Linked DNA regions of Sus scrofa: region 1 is linked to region 2. A link is a contact called in public Hi-C data. All regions are on one chromosome and are shown on one strand. The core of a region is the stretch at or near the end of the contact, and the rest is flanking DNA. Distances in the headings are between cores, read along the strand shown.

What was found. Hi-C and Micro-C count contacts between places; a contact is called where the count stands out from the background.
Region 1: a contact with region 2 is called in a Hi-C map of liver, with 9 times the contacts expected there. The contact joins the promoter of LEPROT here to the promoter of MIER1 in region 2. A contact is called at or near these places in 2 of 47 Hi-C or Micro-C datasets (liver and skeletal muscle).

What each region holds. Positions count from the first base shown.
Region 1 is chr6:146,984,738-146,990,081 of Sscrofa11.1, reverse strand. It overlaps LEPROT (leptin receptor overlapping transcript), which reads left to right and starts at 2,821. Exons shown (of 4, transcript NM_001145388.1): 1 at 2,821-2,879. The coding sequence starts at 2,864.
Region 2 is chr6:145,677,468-145,682,716 of Sscrofa11.1, reverse strand. MIER1 (mesoderm induction early response protein 1) reads left to right here and starts at 2,654. Exons shown (of 14, transcript XM_021096499.1): 1 at 2,654-2,847; 2 at 3,893-3,993. The coding sequence starts at 2,781. It overlaps WDR78 (WD repeat-containing protein 78), which reads right to left and starts at 2,582. Exons shown (of 19, transcript XM_021096495.1): 1 at 2,528-2,582; 2 at 2,478-2,525; 3 at 2,415-2,475. The coding sequence starts at 2,582.

The sequences.
Region 1 (5,344 bases), core at 1,572-4,071, 1.3 Mb before region 2:
TTTTTCTTTCTGTCTTTTTAGGGCCACACCCGCGGCCTATGGAAGTTCCCAGGCTAGGGGGTCCAATCAGAGCTGTGACTGCTGGTGTACGCCTCGGCCACAGCAACACGGGGTCTGAGCTGTGTCTGCGGTCTACACCACAGCTCACGGCAACGCCAGATCCTTAACCCACTGAGTGAGGCCAGGGATCGAACCTGTGTCCTCATGGATATTAGTTGGGTTTGTTACCGCTGAGCCACAACGGGAACTCCAGCTTTGGTCCTTTTTTCTTCTCCCTGGGCTGATAGAGAGCTGCATACATAAAACAGCAGACTTCCACTGTAAGTTCTGTAAGGGGAGTGGTTGGCTGTGTGTAAAGAAATGGTGGTTGAGAGGGAGGAAAACCAACACTGACTGATTTCGATAGTGCCGCATCATACTTGCATTTAACTTAAGCAGTGACTTGGGAGCCACTGCCTCTATCTTGCATGCACTGCCCTAGGTGCTCTTACCTATATAAATTTTTCTCATTTAATTTTCAAAACGTTCTGAGAGGCAGGTTTTACAAATCCTCACTCAGGAAATGGAAACCTGGAGAGATTTACCCAGAGCTAAGGTTTGAAGTTAGATCTTTTCTGAAGGTTAAGGAAAGATTATACGACATAGGTGAACTGTATTTGTGAATTTGACCAGCATTTTGTACATACTGCATGCAAAACACTGATAGATATGTAAGGGAAAATAAATGATTGAATGGATTTGACTGTCCTGTTAAACATTAAGGACTATTATTTCTAATCACTATGGCAGTTCCTGGCTTCTTGGTGCCTAAGATCTACTATGGGGAACCGTTCAAGTGCTGGCCTGTCTGACTTCAGATTTAACATGTGGAGGCTTGAGCTCAGCTTCCCTACCGATGAGATACTATTTGAGCTGTAGTTTTCCCATCTGTAAAGTGGAGATAGTAAAACCTGGTTCCTAGTGTGAGAGAATTGGATGGAAGGAGGGAATATAAAAATTGATCCAGGAGTTCCCGTTGTGGCGTAGAGGAAACGAATCCAACTAGTATCCATGAGGACGCAGGTTTGATCCCTGGCCTCGCTCAGTGGGTTAGGATCTAGCGTTGCCGTGAGCTGTGGTATAGGTCGCAGAGGCGGCTCGGATCCTGCATTGCTGTGGCTGTGGTATAGGCCGTCAGCTGTAGCTCTGATCAGACCCCTAGCCTGGGAACTTACATATGCCACGGGTGCAGCCCTAAAAATTAAAAAAATTAAATTAAATAAATAAATAAAAAATTACCCATAAAGTCCTCTGTAGTCCTAGGCAGTGTGACAGAGGACATGGATCTTATTCTTCCAAGTAACGTACTAACAGCAAGTTAAGGGATAGGACTCAGCTTCTAAGGCTTTACTTTCTGTTTTTGGTGACTCATTCTCGGGGAAACATAAAATGGGTAAGTGGAAGAACAATTTTTCAGTGAACATCATCTGGCGAGAGGAAAACAGATTTTCTCAGGAGATGGCTAAAACCTCTGGCAAGATGGTTTTCTCTCTAAAGAGCTTCATAAACTGAAAAGGAAAGTTGGAGACAAATACTGTCTCTGCATTTTTCTGATTCTCGTCATTACCCTGGAGCAAACACCTTATCTTTTTGCATCTCACCATCTTTCAGTTTCTTCTAAGCCTGAGGCATTCAGACCAAGCTGTGCCTCTGAAGTAAGGTCATTTTTCTTCAAAATCATTTCTCCTTCTTGAGACTAGCCTCAGGCTGACGTGGAAGGTCCCAAGAAACCCTTACATAGTTTTCCTAGACACGGCTGGGTGCTTGGGGATGAAAAGGGAAACAGGAGATTTGACCCCATAGGAAATTCTCACCAATCAGGGGAAAGAGGCTTCCTCCTGAGGGCAGCTTTGTGTTTCAGTAAGGTAGCTAGAAATCCAGGCTTCCAGTTTGGGGCCGTGGAGAGTTTTCCCTGAATGCTTTAACTCAACATAGGGAAAGAGAAGTTGACAATAATGTGCTCAATGTACAGTTTTGAGAAAGGAAGCAGAGTAGTGAGCCTGAAAGGTGGTGGTGGTGAAAATTTGTACTTATGTAGCAAGGGGAGCCGGATTCTCCACGAACCCCTCGATCTTTCAATCCTGTGTAAAATTAAGAAAAAGTAATCGAAGAGGAGCAGCACCGTAAAATGGAGGGGTTCTCAGCTAGAAAGAGGGGTAAGTGGCCCATAATCCAACCTCCTGCAAAGAGTTGTGTGAAGCAGGCAAGTCCTATCCTTTCTGAGCCTCCTTCTGAAAAGGATGAACCAGGGCGGGAATTATGCAGAAGCTCAGGACCTAGAGGGAGAGCTCGGGGATCAAGGTCGGGGTAACCCTAAGAGAGCAGGACGGGGCTCTGGGTGGCACGGCTGGAGGAGATAGGTACCAGCAGGGGCGGATTCTGTGCGGCTAGGTTGGAGAGCTGGACTGTCAGGGGCGGGGCTCTGAGTGACTGGGCGGGAGGAGAGCCGGACCTGCAGGGGTGGGGCTCTGATTGGACGGAGCGAGGTCCAGCGGGGGCGGGGCTTTGCGAGGCGGAGGGGTGGAGACCATTAAGGGCGGGGCTCTGAATAGTGCGGCCGGAGGAGATAGGGACCAGCAGGGGCAGGCCCTGAGTGGCGGGCGGGAGGAGATCGGGACCAGCAGTGAAGGGCCTCTGAGTGGCTGGGGGTGGAGCCCATCAAGGGCGGGGCTCTGAGTGGTTGGGCCGAGGGAGGATCAGCAGGGGTGGAGCTATGCGTGGCGGGGCGGGCTTGGGACCCAAGGTACGGCCCTGGGCCGGGTCTGGGCGGGGGCCACGGCCGCGGCAGGAAACCGGAAGCAGCCGCGGCCCCAACTCGGGAGACATGGCTGGCGTTAAAGGTACACCGGAGGTCCCCGGCTCGCTGGTCCTTTGGTGGGGTTGTGCCTCGGCTCCGGGCTAAGCCTGGAGCTGCGCCTTCAGCGCGTGGGCGGGGAACGGCTTCCCCCAGACCCGTCACCCTGCTCGCCTCTCTGGGTGGGAAGGAGCTCTCCTGCTCCCTTGGCCCCTTGGGGTGCGGGTGGAGGCGTGTTTCGGGCAACCTCACCCTTTTTTCTGCAAGACTGCTAGTCTGAGTGCTTTCTCCCGCGTCTCCGGGACGCTCCACGCGGAGCCCTCGCTGGGAGATCCTGGCTAGCCGTGGAGGCATCACCTCCCTGCTCCGTCCCAGTTCCTTGGAGCGTCGTCCCACCCGCTCCTATGCCGAGTTTTAAACTAGGTTTTCACTTCCTGACATGTCCATCCTAACGCCTCTCTTCCCTTTTCCTGCAACTTCGCTGAGTTTCCCATTTCTTCCAGAGGAGCCATTGTCTCCAGTGTTCCCGGAATTGGGACACTGAAATATGTTGTTCCTAATGATTTTTCCAGTTGGGCAGAGTTGGCTTCAAGCGGGTGTCAGCAGAAAGCACCCTGAAATGCTGTTTCTCGTAACTGTGGAGAATGGGTGCACGTTGATCGCCCCTTTTATCAGTGTTTATTCATTTATGGACAGACAAGAAGATAGTGTTTGCGCTGTACTTGCTTTTGGATGGGGCATTTGATTTTAAAAAAGAGGGTACCAAAAACACCAGTTCCCTCATCTACGTGCCTTCAGAGGGACTGGGGATGTGACTGGGAGAGGTCGGAAGTCATCCTTTTGGTTTGGTAAGACGCCTTTTGATTTCTGATCTTTTGAATAGAGTAGCATAACTTGTTTCTACGTTGGCGTTCTAGCCTTGAAATTTATACCCAAAGATCTTCCCTCTCCAGTTAATCGGCATGTGCCTAAACATTCGTCCGGGTGTATTTGTACCCAGGCATGAGTTTATGATGAAATTTATCTGTGTGTGTAAACTGTTAGCAGCAGACGCATTTTCTGGCTGACTTTTACATGTGGCATTAATTAGTAAACATAATTTACTTGGACACTGTCCTCTGTGTAATATAACCATTTGAAGCTAGTGCAGGGAGTTTCCATTGTGGCTCAGCGGAGATGAATTCAACTAGTATCCATGAGGATGTGGGCTCCATCCCTGGCCTGGCTCAGTGGGTTAAGGATCCCTCATTGCTGTGGCTGCGGCGTAGGCTGGCAGCTGTAGCTCTGATTCAGCCCCTAGCTTGGGAACTTCCATATGCCACTAGTATGGCATGTGCCCTGAAAAGCCCCCCCCCAAAAAAAAAAGAAAAAAAAAAAAGAGTAAGCCAGTGCAGAAAACAGATGACAAGTGACAAGTATCAGGACTACACTGTGTTTAGTCATGCGTGGAAACTATCAAATAATACTACTTATTATGAATGTGTTAGAAATTGTGATGTGGTACAAAGGAAGATAGGCTATGAAATGAAAAAGGACTGCGAAAAGGAAGCATTTGCAGGTAATTCAGTTCATCTTTTAAAGAAGGACTACTGTATGCCTTTATGCCTGAGGCTTGGGATAAAGAGTTAAATGAGAAATTATTGTTGGGTGACAGAGCTGGAAGTAATTGTGCTCCTGTTTAAATGGCTAAGGTGTGCTAGGGTACAATGAGAACACAAATAGCTGTGGATCGATGCTCCTACATAAATGTGTTCAAGTTCTAATTGCCTTGGATCTGTGAACTTGACCTTATTTGGAAATAGGGTCTTTACAAATGTAATTAATTTAGGATGACATTGGGTTAGATGGGCTCTAACTCAATGACTAGTATCCTTATAAGAAAAGGGAAAATTAAACATGGAGACATATGGGGAGAACACCATATGAAGACAGAGGCAGAAACTGGAATGATGCATCTACAAGCCAGGGAGGACCAAAGAAGGCAGACAGCTACCAGAAGTTAGGATAAGGCAAGGAAGGAGACTTCCCTTAGAGTCTTCAGAGGGGGCATGGCCCTGCTAACGCCTTGGTTTCAGATATCAAGCCTCTATTACTGTAAGAGAATAAATTTCTGTTCTTCAAAGCCACCCAGTTTGTGGTTCATTATTAATAGCAGCCCTAGGAAACTAATACAGATGGGATTCCTGAACCCTGCTCCGGGGAGGAAGAGGACCACTTTCACAAAAGAGGCCATCCTTGGTCTGAATCTCAAAGGACCAATGAGGCTTCAACTGGTAAAGGATGGAGGGAAGGCAGAGTTTATTCTAAGTGGAGAACCCATGTGACATGGGGCCGAGGTGCACCTCGAGTGCTAGAATAGCTCGTGGGCTGTGAAAGCAACTGTGGCGGGTTGACACCAGCTTGATGTACTTGAGAGATCACTGCCGTGTGGAGGGTGGATTGGAAGAGTCATGAGATGAAGGCAGGCACGAGGTGATAGAGGTCTACTCGGGGGCAGCAGCTGGGCGTCTA
Region 2 (5,249 bases), core at 1,405-3,904:
CACTTTATTATAAAACAGGCTTTGAGCAGAGTTCCCTTGTGGCTCAGCAGGTTAAGGATTTAGCACTGTCATTGCTGTGGTACGAGGCCAGTCCCTGTCCTAGGAACTTCTTCACACTGCTGGTGTGGCCAAAAAAAAAAAAAAAAAAAAAAAAAAAAAAAAGCCTGTGTTAAATGGTTTTGCCCAACTGTAGGCTAATGGAAGTGTTCTGAGCATGTTTAAGGTAGGCTAGGTGTATTAAATGCACTTTCTACTTAATGATATTTTCAACTTACGATGGTATTGGGCCATAACCTCATTCTAAGTTGAGGAAGATCTGTATTGTTAAGACAGTGGAAAAGATCCAATATAGGAAAAACTGGAGAAAGTAGAAAATTGATAAGTACATGTTTCATGAGATCCTAAGATCAGGATTAAGTCCCAAACTGAGGAAGATGAGCAATAACATATTAGGTCAAACCAATGGTTGTAAATGATAGTATCTAGGAAATTTTAATTAGATAAAATGGTTAGCTCAAAAACTGGTTATACCACTTCCTATCTCCCGCCCCACTCTTTCCTTAACAGATAACTTCTCATTAATGTGTTATTATTTAAGAAATCCCCCAAAGAATTTTTCTAACACTCTCTCAGGTACTATGAGGGTTCTATGACATTTAAAAAATTTACATGAAATAAAACTTAATTTTACTTTGAGATTTCCATACCTACAAGTAAAAACAAAAACCAGACAAGATGAGCAGTAGCTAATGTTACTGAAGTACATATTCATTCATTTGCTGTCAGCAAGTATTTACTGAGTGTCTTCTTCAATTCTAGGCAATAATGGTGGAAAAAAATCTCTGCCTTCATGGAATACATCATTGCTTGGATGAAGACAGATTAACAAATATATAATATGCCAAACACGAATAAGTTTTATGGAGAAGAATAAAGCAAGTTGAGGAACCTGTGCTGGGAGGAGTATTATTATTTCATGTAAGGTACTTAGGGAAGGACTCTTTGATGAGGTGACACCTGAAGGAAATGAGTCATGAGATTACAAGGGGGTATAATATTCTAAAGAACAGCAAATGCACATCTTGAGGTAGGGAAATGTGCCTGTACCATTGTGGAACCATCTGAGTGTATTTAGTCAGCCAAGGTGAAGAGTCCAAGGTGAGGTCCTGTAGGGCCCTGCAAGGATGTGGGCTTTCACTCTGAATGAAATGGGAAAAACTGGATGCTTTCCAGAAAAGCCACAGTGATTTACATGTTGAGGGTGACTGTTAGAGGGGGAATAAGTTCAGGTTTAGATACGAATTTTGAGATGCCTATTAACTCCTAAGTGCAGATGTTTGTCTGTTTTCGTGGAAAAGCCTACAGATAAACTTGTAAAGCATCAGTATACAGGTAATTCTGAAAGGCAAAAAACAATAGTGCGGAAAAGAGGTTTAAACACTGATCCCAGCAACACTCCCACATTTAGGTATGGACGAGATGAGGTACCAGCAGAGTATTTTGAAAAGAGGTAGACATAAACCAAGGGGACAATTAAGGAGGGGTGGTGTTCCAGAAACCCAATTATGTGATTCGAAACTCAAGAAGTGATAAACTAGATGAAAACTGCTAATGAATGTGTTAGAAAAGAAACTGAGAAATGTCCAGTTGGATAGCTGGAGAGCTATTGCTTACCTTCACAAAAGCTATTTGTGTGTGTGTGAGAGAGAGAAGTGGTAGGATGGACAAAGACCTGAGTACCATATTCAAGAGAGAACGCAAGGTTCTCTTCCAAGTTCATTCAACAAGTTCTGCTAAAGAAAGACAGCTGGAAGAGACTGGAGAGCAGAGTCACAGAAGGCTTGAAAAGAGAGAACAAAAGTGGTCTGGAAGCATGGAAGGGCCGAGGAATTAGGAAACTTTAGTGGGGCTGCTAGACTAAGGGACCATATAAGTTTAAATGTGAGACAAATCGCCAGAGCTGTCTGCTTTTCTCCAGCCTCTCATCCACTGCTGCAGAACAACAGAACGTTGTGAGCTGGAATGAGTTTTAAGGGAGGATGGTATGAGGAGGAGGCAGGAAAAAACCTCGACTACAGCGCATAGCAATGTACAGTCTGATGAGTCATAGAAGTTGAGAGGATTGAACATCTCGGCACAATTTGAAGGCAAAAGGCTTGAGACTGCAGACCGAAAACAAAACAAAAAAACAGGAGTACTAGGACGAAAGGTAGTTCTAAACAAACTAGGTTCTTTTCTAAGAGAGCAAGCACAGCAGTAGAGGTTTAGAAAAGGATGTATTAGGTCAAGGAAGGAAACACTGCCGCCTAGGAGCTTCCAAGACTGCTGATTGAACACAGATGCAGTAAAAGGCTCTGAAAGGGCTCTCTCCGGGATCAGGCGGGATGGACTAAAGTTTCAGCGCCGGAACTTACACCCCGAGATTCTGCTGCTTGCGGCTGTTTACCGGAGAGATGGGCATGGCGGCGACCGGATGGGAGTGGTCGACCACCCCCTTCCTTGGCTGCTTCTGGAGACCCAGTATCCCAACCCTCGGCGTTAGCGGCTCCAGCTGAGGCACGGGAATGTTTGCCGGGCGTCATGGAGACAGTGGAGCCCTGGCTCAACAAGCGGCCGCGCGGTTGGCTGGCGGCTAGAGGCCCAGGAGGAGGGCGGAGGCGAAGGGGAGGGCAGAGGGTTGGCGGAGCAAGAGGAAGCTCCGGCCGACGACTAGAAGAAGGAGGCGGGCGGCCCGGGCCCCAGGCCCCTCCCAGGCTCTGAGTCTCCCCGGCTGCAGGCGGATGGATGGGGCTTCTTCAGGCGGTGGCGGCAGCAGCGAAGGTGGCGGTGGCAGCAGCGGCAGCGGCTGTAAGTGCAGCCTCCATAAACCATCTATCCTCTCCTAGTCCTATTTGGGATGAAGGGCTCTCCAAGTGTCCCCGGTACCCTTTTTCTCCTTCCCCTCCCCCACCGCACTGTATCGCCCGGAAGATCCTTAACTTCCGGGGAGGGGCTGAGAGATCAAGCCCTTCTTGCTCCCCCTCCCGAAGTGGCGCCGGCCACCCAGGGCGCATGCGCAGCGCCTCTCCGCCGCCCACCCCTTCCCAGCCGGGTCTTTTGCTTTGGCGGTGGTGGCTGCAGCGCCGGTCTTCCCCAGCATCCGCGGCGCGCTGGGAATCCGCTGCGGAGTGAGTTCGCCTCGCCCTGTCGGCTTCCGCCCCTTTCTTCAGTCTGATCCCGAACCTGGTCGGGGTGGGGCCAAGCTGATGGTGCCCGTGGCTCCGCCTCTTTGCCTCTGTATCACGGATTCGATCCCACTGCAGCCCTTGGGCGAACCGGCCCTTTTCAGAGGGAGTGAGGGAGGGAAGAGAGGCTCGAAGAAGGCGTTATTGTAAGGGAGTGAGGTCCTCGCAGCCCCACCCTGGAGACAGATGCCTCCCCCGCCTTTGAATGGCCTTGTTCTTTCAGCTTTTGGTGGAAAGATCTCTGGCCTGGAGCCCATCGCTAGTCTTCGCTATGTGACCTTGGGCGAGTCATTATCCACCTCTGGGCCCCATTTATCCCCAAAGCTTCCTCCAACGCTAAAACTCTTAATTTTGCAGAAAAGCTTATGCAATTACAAGACTGGCCCCTCCACTGAGGCCGCTTAGCTGAGACCACCCGGAGTTGAGTGAACCTTTCTTCAGTCATGGGTGGAATAAGGCGACCTATTTTTGGGGTCGCTTTTATTTCATTACCATCAGTTACAGACTGCATGACCCAAGGCTCATTAATGTTTTTCTAAAATTGTCGTGGGATTCCTGTCCCAATTCTTGACCGTGTTTTAAAAAATTAGAGACAGGGTGAATGGGGAGCTTGTGGTATCATCGTCTTTGGTCTCCTTACTACTGAGGCTCTCTTTCCTTTGATCCAGATGGTGTGGTGGCTCGATTCTCCCAGTGCCTGGCTGAGTTTCGGACGTGGTTAAGAACCAACTGGTTGAGGTTCAATGCAGACAAGACGGATGTGATGCTGGTAGGCAGGGGCACGCTTGGAGATTAAGGGAGGGAAAGTCCAAACTCCCTCAAGTAATATAAATGTTATATTACTCTTCTAGTGTATGAGAACGACTGATGGGCTAATAATTTCCAGAGTTTGGATGAGATAAAAATAACATGTCAAAAATATTAAAACTATTGAAATATCAGTTTGTGGTAATCTGATAAAGTGGAACCACTGGATACAATTCTTTATGTAAAAATTACGAAAAGAAAAACCAGAACTGTTCTTTGAAGAATCAAAAGGCTATATATATGTGTGTGTATTTGGAGTGGCATTAATAAAAATCAAACTAACAAAAAGATGATGCTGATTGTTGCATAGATGTGGGGCTTACAAATGTAATGCATTAATTACTACTTTGTAACCTACATTCTGCTTGCTAAAGTAAAGGTAAAATTCTCAATTTATCTAAAATCTCAGTTTAAAAATAGGTGACATCAACATTTAGGTATTCTCAACCAAATTCATAGTTATCCATAAATTTTTACCTGCACATCATGTGTAGGCTGTCACTTTTAAATAAAAATTTTAGGAAATAGTTTACAAAGTAATCTCAAAAGGGACTCGTGGACTCTGAAAATTGTTAGATACAGAATTTGATTTTAGAATTGTGAATGTGCTGTATTAATCTGTTTCATTTAAACAGTCTCAGAGTCTAAATTGTTACAGGTATTTTCTTGGTGCATTTTGAGAGGTACCTTTCTGAATTGCATAACGTGTTTTTATAGTATTGGTATACATTACTTATCTTTGAATCAAATATTGGTACCAAATTAAAGGTTATATTTCTTAGATGTATGTAAATTGCCAGGTTTAATTATTGGCTAGTTTGAGGTGCTGGTTGAAGTAAAATTGAGGCTTAACATGCTTTTGTTAATAGCAAAATAATAACTTTGAGGGGTTCGTGTATGTGTGCATGTGTGTGTGTATGTATGTGTATTGGAGCCTCTATAAAATTGTTTAATAATTTTTTAATGGAGTATGCAGTAAATTGCTTAAAAATAATTTCCCAAAATAACAGCAGTTTTGAGTAGCTTAATGTGGTAAAAGTTGATGTTAGCTTGCCGGAAAATAAGGAAGCCTTTAGGTGGAGAATGGGAGCTAAAGAGGCATTTATTCAGGCTTTGTATAGTGATTTTTTTGTTTTAAGGCATTAGCCACAAACCTCACATATAATTGGAATTAACAACACCTTTTAGCCTAACTGTAAATGTTTTACTACACAATTC